Regions from separate parts of the Ovis aries genome. Here region 1 is linked to region 2. A link is a contact called in public Hi-C data. All regions are on one chromosome and are shown on one strand. Each heading gives the region's core, a stretch centred on a gene start, on an enhancer-like site or on the middle of the called end of the contact. The rest is flanking DNA. Distances are from core to core; before and after follow the strand shown.

Evidence for each region. A called contact is a pair of places that touch in the nucleus more often than the background predicts.
Region 1: a contact with region 2 is called in a Hi-C map of mixed tissues, with 2.0 times the contacts expected there. The contact joins the enhancer-like site here to the promoter of C21H11orf24 in region 2. A contact is called at or near these places in 4 of 16 Hi-C or Micro-C datasets (hypothalamus, mixed tissues, muscle and 1 more).

The regions. Positions count from the first base shown.
Region 1 is chr21:42,269,402-42,273,364 of ARS-UI_Ramb_v3.0, forward strand. LRP5 (LDL receptor related protein 5) reads left to right here. Exons shown (of 23, transcript XM_027959820.3): 7 at 407-578. Among named protein-coding and RNA genes, the nearest start is that of TRNAA-AGC, 56 kb to the right of the region's middle. Within about 2 kb of position 2,135, at least 14 of the 54 cell types and tissues checked have an H3K27ac peak or open chromatin away from gene starts, as enhancers often do.
Region 2 is chr21:42,162,834-42,166,819 of ARS-UI_Ramb_v3.0, forward strand. It overlaps C21H11orf24 (chromosome 21 C11orf24 homolog), which reads right to left and starts at 1,322. Exons shown (of 4, transcript XM_012102197.3): 1 at 1,191-1,322.

The DNA.
Region 1 (3,963 bases), core at 885-3,384, 110 kb after region 2:
GGTCCTTCCCAGTGCTGGGTGTGCTCAGGGCACAGTTCTGGATGCTTCCCTGGACTGAAGTGTGCACACAGACACACAGGCATCTCACTTTGCTTCTCGGGTCAACAGACAGCCTGTTGCCTGCTGTGCTTGGCACGCAGGGCCCTTGAGCTACTTGAAGGAGGTTCCACTATGCCTCCTTCTCTCCCTCTGGGTGCTCGTTCCCTGCAGCCCCGGGACCCTCGGCGGGGTCTCTGCTGGCTGCAGTTCCAGAGCCCCGCCTGGTTAAGCCCCTGCTGTTCCCCGCAGAGCCCCTGGTGCTGCCCACAGGCTCAGGCGTGATGAGGGTGGGCACCATTTTCAGTCCCAGGGGTGGACCCAGGACATGACAGACGGGCAGCCTCACAGACGTGTGCTTCTTCTCCAGCCTCATGTACTGGACAGACTGGGGGGAAAACCCCAAAATCGAGTGCGCCAACCTGGATGGGCAGGAGCGGCATGTTCTGGTCAATACCTCCCTGGGCTGGCCCAACGGCCTGGCGCTCGACCTGCAGGAGGGCAAACTCTACTGGGGAGACGCCAAGACGGACAAAATTGAGGTGAGCTTCCCCACTGGGGATCCCCCGCTATTCCGTGGAGGTGGGGGCACGGCCCGTCAGCCCCTGGCCCTGGGGCTTTCTACCTTCTTTGGTCCTGCCTGGAGCACGGGGCAGACCCTTCTGGCGTGTTTTTCAGTGGTGAAGGGCTGCAGGGTGAGTTTTCTGGAGGTGGCCTGAGCATTCCTGGAGGACTGGCTTGTGTGTTCCTGCCATGGGCTGTCCCCCCTTGGGTCTTAGGGTGCCTCTGAGCACCCAGTGAGCGCCAGCTCTGCTGCACGTCTGGGTAGATGTGCCTAGCAGATGCTTCTCCGTCTTTATGCCAAGTCGCTTCAGTCATGTCTGACTCTAGGCAGCCCCACGGACTGTAGCCCACCAGGCTCCTCTGTCCATGGGACTCTCCAGGCAAGAATACTAGAGTGGGTTGCCATGCCCTCCTCCAGGGGATCTTCCCGACCCAGGGATCGAACCTGCATCTCCTGCATCGTCTCCTGGATTGCAGGTGGATTCTTTACCCCTGAGCCACCGGCTTTTCCGATGCGCCCCTCAAAGGACAAATTTCGCAAACCTTGGGGATCAGGCCGTCAGCCCAGGTGCAGACGCCCCTCTTAGGGTCCTGTGGAGTCAGGGCTTCGGGAGAACAGCCTTGGGTGAGGGGCCGCGTCTCCTTTCCTGATGGCATCCTCGGACTCCAGGCGGGCGGGACGGTCAGAGGAGGCCCCTCCGGGTCAGCCGGCAGCAGGGTGGCTTCTGGCAGTGGTTCTGTCTCCAAGAGGTTATGCCCCGCCAGAGGCTAAGGTGCCGAGCGTCTTCTCCAGCATGTCTGGCCAGGTTGCCTTGGAGGGGAGAGGGGAGTCTCTTCAGCATGATCGCGCCCGTGGCCTGGCCGCGGGTTCCGAGCCAGGGCACCGGCAGAAAGGACCCCCACGTGGAGTCAGCCGGCTTCCCTTTGAAGCGGGCGGCGGTCCAGCTCCTGCTTCACGGGGCAGCTGCGGTGGGTCCCCCAGGGCGAGTGGGGAGGAGAACCGAGCCCTGGAGCCCACGAGGCGGGGATTCCTCTGGCCTCTGCTGGCCGGTGGTGGCAGCACGTGGATGGATCTGTGGAACAGGGTCCAGACCTTGGAGGGGTGCGGGGGTGGCAGGGGAGGGGGCTGCGAAACCTTGCAGGTGGGCCTCCTGCCGCCTCATCTGTGACAGCGTCCTGGACGGCAGGGTCAGGCCAGCCCAGGTCAGCAGCCCCTCAGGGGGCTTAGCGCGGGGTGCCTCCCAGTGTGGGGTGCGGCTGGGGATGGGCTTGGGGCCGGCTCGCCCGGGGAGACAGCCCTGAGGCGCCCTCCCCAGCCTCGGGCACCAGAGGTGGACTGGTCAATCAAGGTTGGAGCCATCTGGGGTGTGTGTGGGTGTGGGCTGCCTCCCATGCCGCCCCAGAGCTGCCTGTGACTCCTGCCCTACTTACTTGGGTCTGGAGTTCCCCTGTGGCACTTCCTTAACCCTCGTCCTGAGTCTGGAGCCCTTGGGGGTGGAAGTTCCTGCCACCGGTGATCAGCCCTTCCTGTGACTCCGGCCACACCCGGGGCCCCGGCCTGTCATCCACTTCCTGCTCCCAGTCCCTACTCCAGCCTGCCCCTGCTCTCTTGCGCCACGAAGTTCAACTTCATTGGTACAAGTATCTGGGACTTGCTGGCTCCCTATTTAGTCTCAAATCGACGGCTCCTTTGGCCCAGCATCTCCCTCCTTTTCTCTCTGACTTGCTTCTTGGTAGATGCCAAGCCCATGACACCCTAGCGAGGGTTCTCCCCCCGGCGGATCCATCCATCCAGGGCTTGTTCTCGAGGCCACATGCCCAGCTGCTCCAGCTCTCTCCCCCGGAAGCATCGGTTCCTGGGCACTCAGACTTCTTTATGGTCCAACTTTCACATCCGTACACGATGTGAAACAGCCAGAGCTTCTGACTGTGTGATGAAATACATATCCCTTCATGGATCACAGCCTTGTTGTAGCAAAGGGACTTGCAGATTTCATTATATATTTCACAAGTGTAATAAGAATAGCAATAAAGTGCTCAATAAATGTCCTGTGCTGAAGCCATCCCCTGACCCTGGCCTGTCAAAGGACTGTCTTCCACGAAACTCGTCTCTGGTGCCAAAACGGCCGGGGACCGTTGAAGGGGAGGCAGAAGTCCCGCCCTTTATTAATCCTGAAACAAGTAGAGCGTGTGCACAGCCCTGTGCGCACGCCGTGATCGGGCAAGGTCCCTGGGTGGCCGTTTCAGCCGTTCCTGAATAAGAGCAAGGTCGAGTCTTGCCCTCTGTGGCCTTGCGGTATCTTCTAAAGCTTCCTCCCTGGGGCTTCCCTGGTGGCTAAGACTGTAAAGAATCTGCCTGCCAGGCAGGAGACTGGGATTCAATCCCTGAGTCGGGAAGATCCCCTGGAGAAGGGAATGGCTACCCACTCCAGTGTCTGGAGAATGCCGTGGACAGAGGAGCCTGTCGGCCTCCAGTCCACGGAGTCACAAAGAGTTGGACACGACCGAGTGGGTAACCCTTTCAGCTTCACTTCTCCTCGGGGTTGCTCTGACACCCGGCGGCAAGAAGCAGAAGTCTCATGGGCCGACCCCATAGACCTGTTTGGCCCATCTTTGAGGCAGGAAGTGTCACTTTGGTGTGGGTTACCTGGTACTTGCTGGAAGCCCTAGGGATCACCCGGACTCCTTGCGGCTCCCACCCCCACCCCGATGTCCTGGGGAGCTGATGTCCTTGCAGCTGATGTCTGCAGTCACGGTGGATGCTGGTGGGAAGTACCCAGCGGGGATCGTACCCCCCAAGGGGGCAGGTGGGCCAAGGAGGATTTACAGACTAGGATGAAAATACATCCAGCCCCCTGCTCCTGACATCTCCTGAGTTGGTGGAGGTGACTTCCAGCACACGTGGAATAAACCCTCATTGGAGGAGCGACGGATGGGCTGTGTGTCCAGGTCCACAAACCCTGGGGAAGAAGGGTGCAGGACCCCTGAGCAACGGGGCCACAAGCTCTGCGGGTATGTGTGGGTATGTGTGTAAGGTCTTTTGAATTACGTGAATCAAAATAACCAGGGCAGTTTTAATTTGGGTTTTATGTGAGTATAGTTATTCCATCAGAGAGCAGAACTCTTTTTCCTTGTTTTTTTTTTTTTTATTTCCAGTTATTATTATTTTTAATGTAGGCTATTTCTAATGTCTTTATCAAATTTGTTACAACACTGCTTCCTTTTTCTTAAAAATGTTTTGGGTATTTTTTGGCCTCGAAACATGTGGGATCCCAGCTCCCTGACCAGACATCGAATCCACACCCTCCTCATTGGATGGCGAAATCCCATCCACTGGACCACCAGGAAAGTCCCTCTTTTCCC
Region 2 (3,986 bases), core at 72-2,571:
TGAAACTGGGATATACAGGGTGCTGCATGCACGTTACCTGAAATCAGACTTCAAATTGCTTAATTCCTTTTTCTGGCTTACACAGGTTCCTGAGCCCAACACAAGTGTTACCTGCCACAGTCCATCACACTAGTAACTTACTTATCAGCAGCAGCGGCAATGTGACTCCAAGCTGGAGAAACGACACACACCAAGGAATAGGGATTGCAGAAACAAACACAGGGCAAACCACAGACATCTGTCCTGACACGTCACCTGGCTGAACTTCGGTATCAGAACGCAAGGAACACAGGCGTGTGGGCTTGTGTCTTTAGACATTGTCCTGGGTTCCAAAGGATGTGTGTCTGTGGCAGATGGGAGCCTGGAGCGCTGGAGAGCATCTTAATTATATTGCTTCCTTCCAGGCTTCTGGAGTTTTGGGTATGATGCTAATTGCTGATCAAGAGCCTAATTTTGCTGGCCACGTGGGTAAATTCCACATTCCTTTGTCCATCAGGCAAGTCTGGCCTATAAGCTGAACATCTGTATTGAAATTTTAGAGATGATTCCTCCAGAGAGGGGGGGAAAAACAATATTATCAAAGACAGATTTCTAAGTAGGTATTTATGTCTTATGGCAAACCGGATGCTGGCTCCTCATACTAGCTTAACAGCTAATGGCAGAGACTAAGCGGCTACCCAGACTCATGTGGAGGAGGCAGGCAGGTTAAGCCGAAATGCGTAAGCCCCTTCCAGGTAGAGAGGGCTCGGGGGAGGCCTGGGTCGCCTGAAAGGGCCAACTCTGTCGTTGAGGGCAACACTTCCTGGGGCCCAGCCTTGGGCCGGGCAGGACCTTTTAAGCTCCCCACCTATCCGGGTGTGTCCCAACTTTCCCTCCTTCACTCCCAAACTGGATAGGCCGCGTCTCTTCTTCTCCGGACCGGGGTCCTCTTAAGGCCCCCTTTTGCCTCCTGCCTCTTGGGCTCCCCCGTCCCCGCTCCCTCCCCTAGCTGACTCCTCCTTCCGATCCTTCCTCTCCTTCCCCATCTCAAATCGTCGCCAGTGTGCACTCCGTATCCCCATTCATCTTGTCGCTGCCTCCCTCCTCCGACCCTCGAGTCCCCCATGCACCCCACCTGCCCCTCTCCGCCCCCAAGCAGGTACAGGCAACAGTGACAACGGCTCCCCGGGACAGCAGGAAGGCCCGCTTACCCGGGCGCGGCAGGCCTTGCGGCGGCCCGGCGGCCCTCGGGCGCGGAGAAAGCGCCCGCGGTCCGGCGTGGGGACGTGGCCGGCAGCAGAGCCGCGGAGCCCGATGCCAAGACCGCTCAGGGCAGCCGCCCCAGCTCGGCCCCGCCCCGCCCGGAGGTGACGTCACGGGAGGGCGTGCCGCGTGGGCGGGGCAGCCTTGGACGACCCCGGAGCGCGATCCCCGAAACCAGTGGGGCTGCAAGAGGCGAGCCGGAAGTGAGGGGCGTGGCCGACCCAAGGCCCCGCCCACGCGGAGCGGCTCAGGTTACCCCTCGAGCGCGGCCGGAAGTAGCTATTTTGGACTGGTCTCTGCCGGAAGTGGTGGTTCCTGGGGCTTTGCCACCTGGTCGCGGATACCGCCCTGTCCGGCCGAGGGTCTCGGAGAGGGTCATCTCAGACCTCCCTCGGCGGCGTGGCTGTGCCACGTGCCCGCCCCCATCCCACAGACTTTATTCAGGCCCAAGGGCCAGCGCTGGGACTAAGTAATAGAGATGGCCATCCGTGTGTCTTGAGTGCTTGCACGCGCCAAGCCCTGAGCTTGGTTCAGTGATTTTACTCCGCAGTGAGAAGGAAATGGCAATCCACTCCAGGGTTCTTGCCTGGAGATTCCCAGGGACGGGGGAGCCTCGTGGGCTGCCGTCTATGGGGTCGCACAGAGTCGGACACGACTGAAGCGACTCAGCAGCAGCAGCAGCAACCCTGTGACATGCTTCGCACCCGTTTTACAGACACTGAAACTGAGGCTCACAGAATGTTCTTTAATTGTGAGCCGTGAATAACAGTGGGGCAGAGTGAAGTACAGAATAAAGCTGACGGGACTTGACCTTTATTAGAAATAGGCTTTGAGGGATGAGACAGAGGCTCAAGAGGTATTGGTGGTGGTGGTTTAGTCGCCAAGTCATGTCCGACTCTTGCGACCCCATGGACTGTAGCCTGCTAGGGTCCTCTGTCCATGGGATTCTCCAGGCAAGAATACTGGAGTTAAGTTGCTGTGCCCTCTTCCAGGGGATCTTCCTTACCCAGGGATGGAACCTGGGTCTCCTGCACTGCAGGCAGATGATTTACCGACTGAGCTATGAAGGAAGAAGTGTTGGATGTATGTATATACTTATAGCTGATGTATGTGTATACTTGGGCTTCCCAGGTGGCTCAGATGGTAAAGAATCTGCCTGCAATGCAAGAGACCTGGCTTCAGTCTCTGTGTCATGAAGATCCCCTGAAGTAGGAAATGGCAACCCATTCCAATGTTCTTGGCTGGAAAATCCCATGGACAGAGGAGCCTGGTGGGCTACAGTCCATGGGGTTGCAAGAGTCAGACACAACTGAATAACTGTCACACAGCTGATGTGTGGTGTTGTGCCTCAGAAACCAACGCAACGTTGTAAAGCAATTATCTTCTAATTAAAAAAAATAAATTTTAGAGTTTGGAAAAAAAAAGAAATAGGCTTTGGGAGAGAGGGAGTAGACTGGGAGTTTGGATTTGGTAGATGGAAACTATTACATTTAGAATAGATAAGCGGGACTGTATCCAATCTCCTGGGATAAACCATAATGGAAAATAATACTTTAAAAAAGAATGCCTGTTTGCACGGGCTTCCCTGGTGCCTGAACGATAAAGAATCCACTTGCCAATGCAGGAGACGTATGTTCAATCCCTGGGTTGGGAAGATCGCCTGGAGGAGGGCATGTCAACCCACTCCAGTATTCTTGCCTGGAGAATCCCATGGACAGAGGAGCCTGGTGGGCTACAGTCCATAGGGTCTCAAAGAGTTGAACATGACTGAGCGACTAAGCACAACACAGAGATACATGGAAAAGCACTAAATCGTTGACTTGAGATGTCTGGTTTTCTTTACCAGTGATCTTTTGATGTTCCAACTCCCTGGTTTTTGTTGCTGAAACTCCTATGTCTCCTGGCTCCTCCCTTACCTCTTCAGGGCAGTATCTCAGAATTTTCTGAGATGCTGTATCCCTGGCTTAAGTCTTCAGTTTTGTCTGCCAAATAAAACATAATTCTCAACTTGTAGGTTGTATGTTTTTTTCAGTCAGCAGGGCCCTGGGCTGAGAAACTAAATGGGCCACAGAAACCTGGGAGTGTGTGATGACAAGGTCAGCTAGCCAGCTGTGAGCCCTGGGAGCACCAGAAACTCAAGTTAGGGTGGCACCACCCAGTACCCCATGGTTTCAGGTTGTGTAGAACTTACTCTGAAAGACATAGGTTTGCTGAGATGTAGACCAGATGGGAGGATTCATGAAGACAAGCTCCTTTGATTTGTGTTTGCTTTAATTTTCCCAACTGCTGCTGCTGCTGCTAAGTTGCTTCAGGCATGTCCGACTCTGTGCGACCCCATAGACAGCAGCCCACCAGGCTCCCCTGTCCCTGGGATTCTCCAGGCAAGAACATTGGAGTGGGTTGCCATTTCCTTCTCCAATGCATGAAAGTGAAAAGTGAAAGTGAAGTCCCTCAGTCGTGTCTGACTCTTCAAGACCCCATGGACTGCAGCCTACCAGGCTCCTCCACCCATGGGATTTTCCAGGCAAGAGTATTGGAGTGGGGTGCCATTGCCTTCTCTGAATTTTCCCAACTAGCTCCAATCTAACATGAAAAGTGCAGCATCTCTGTTCAATTCACAAGTGAAAATACACTCAAGCAACCAGTTATAGTTCTGTGCTTGCCTTCCTCAAAGCCAGCTTCTGTGATCCTGTGCTTCATTTCCTCTTTGCCAAAACTGGAACAGTATTTACCACTAGGGCTGA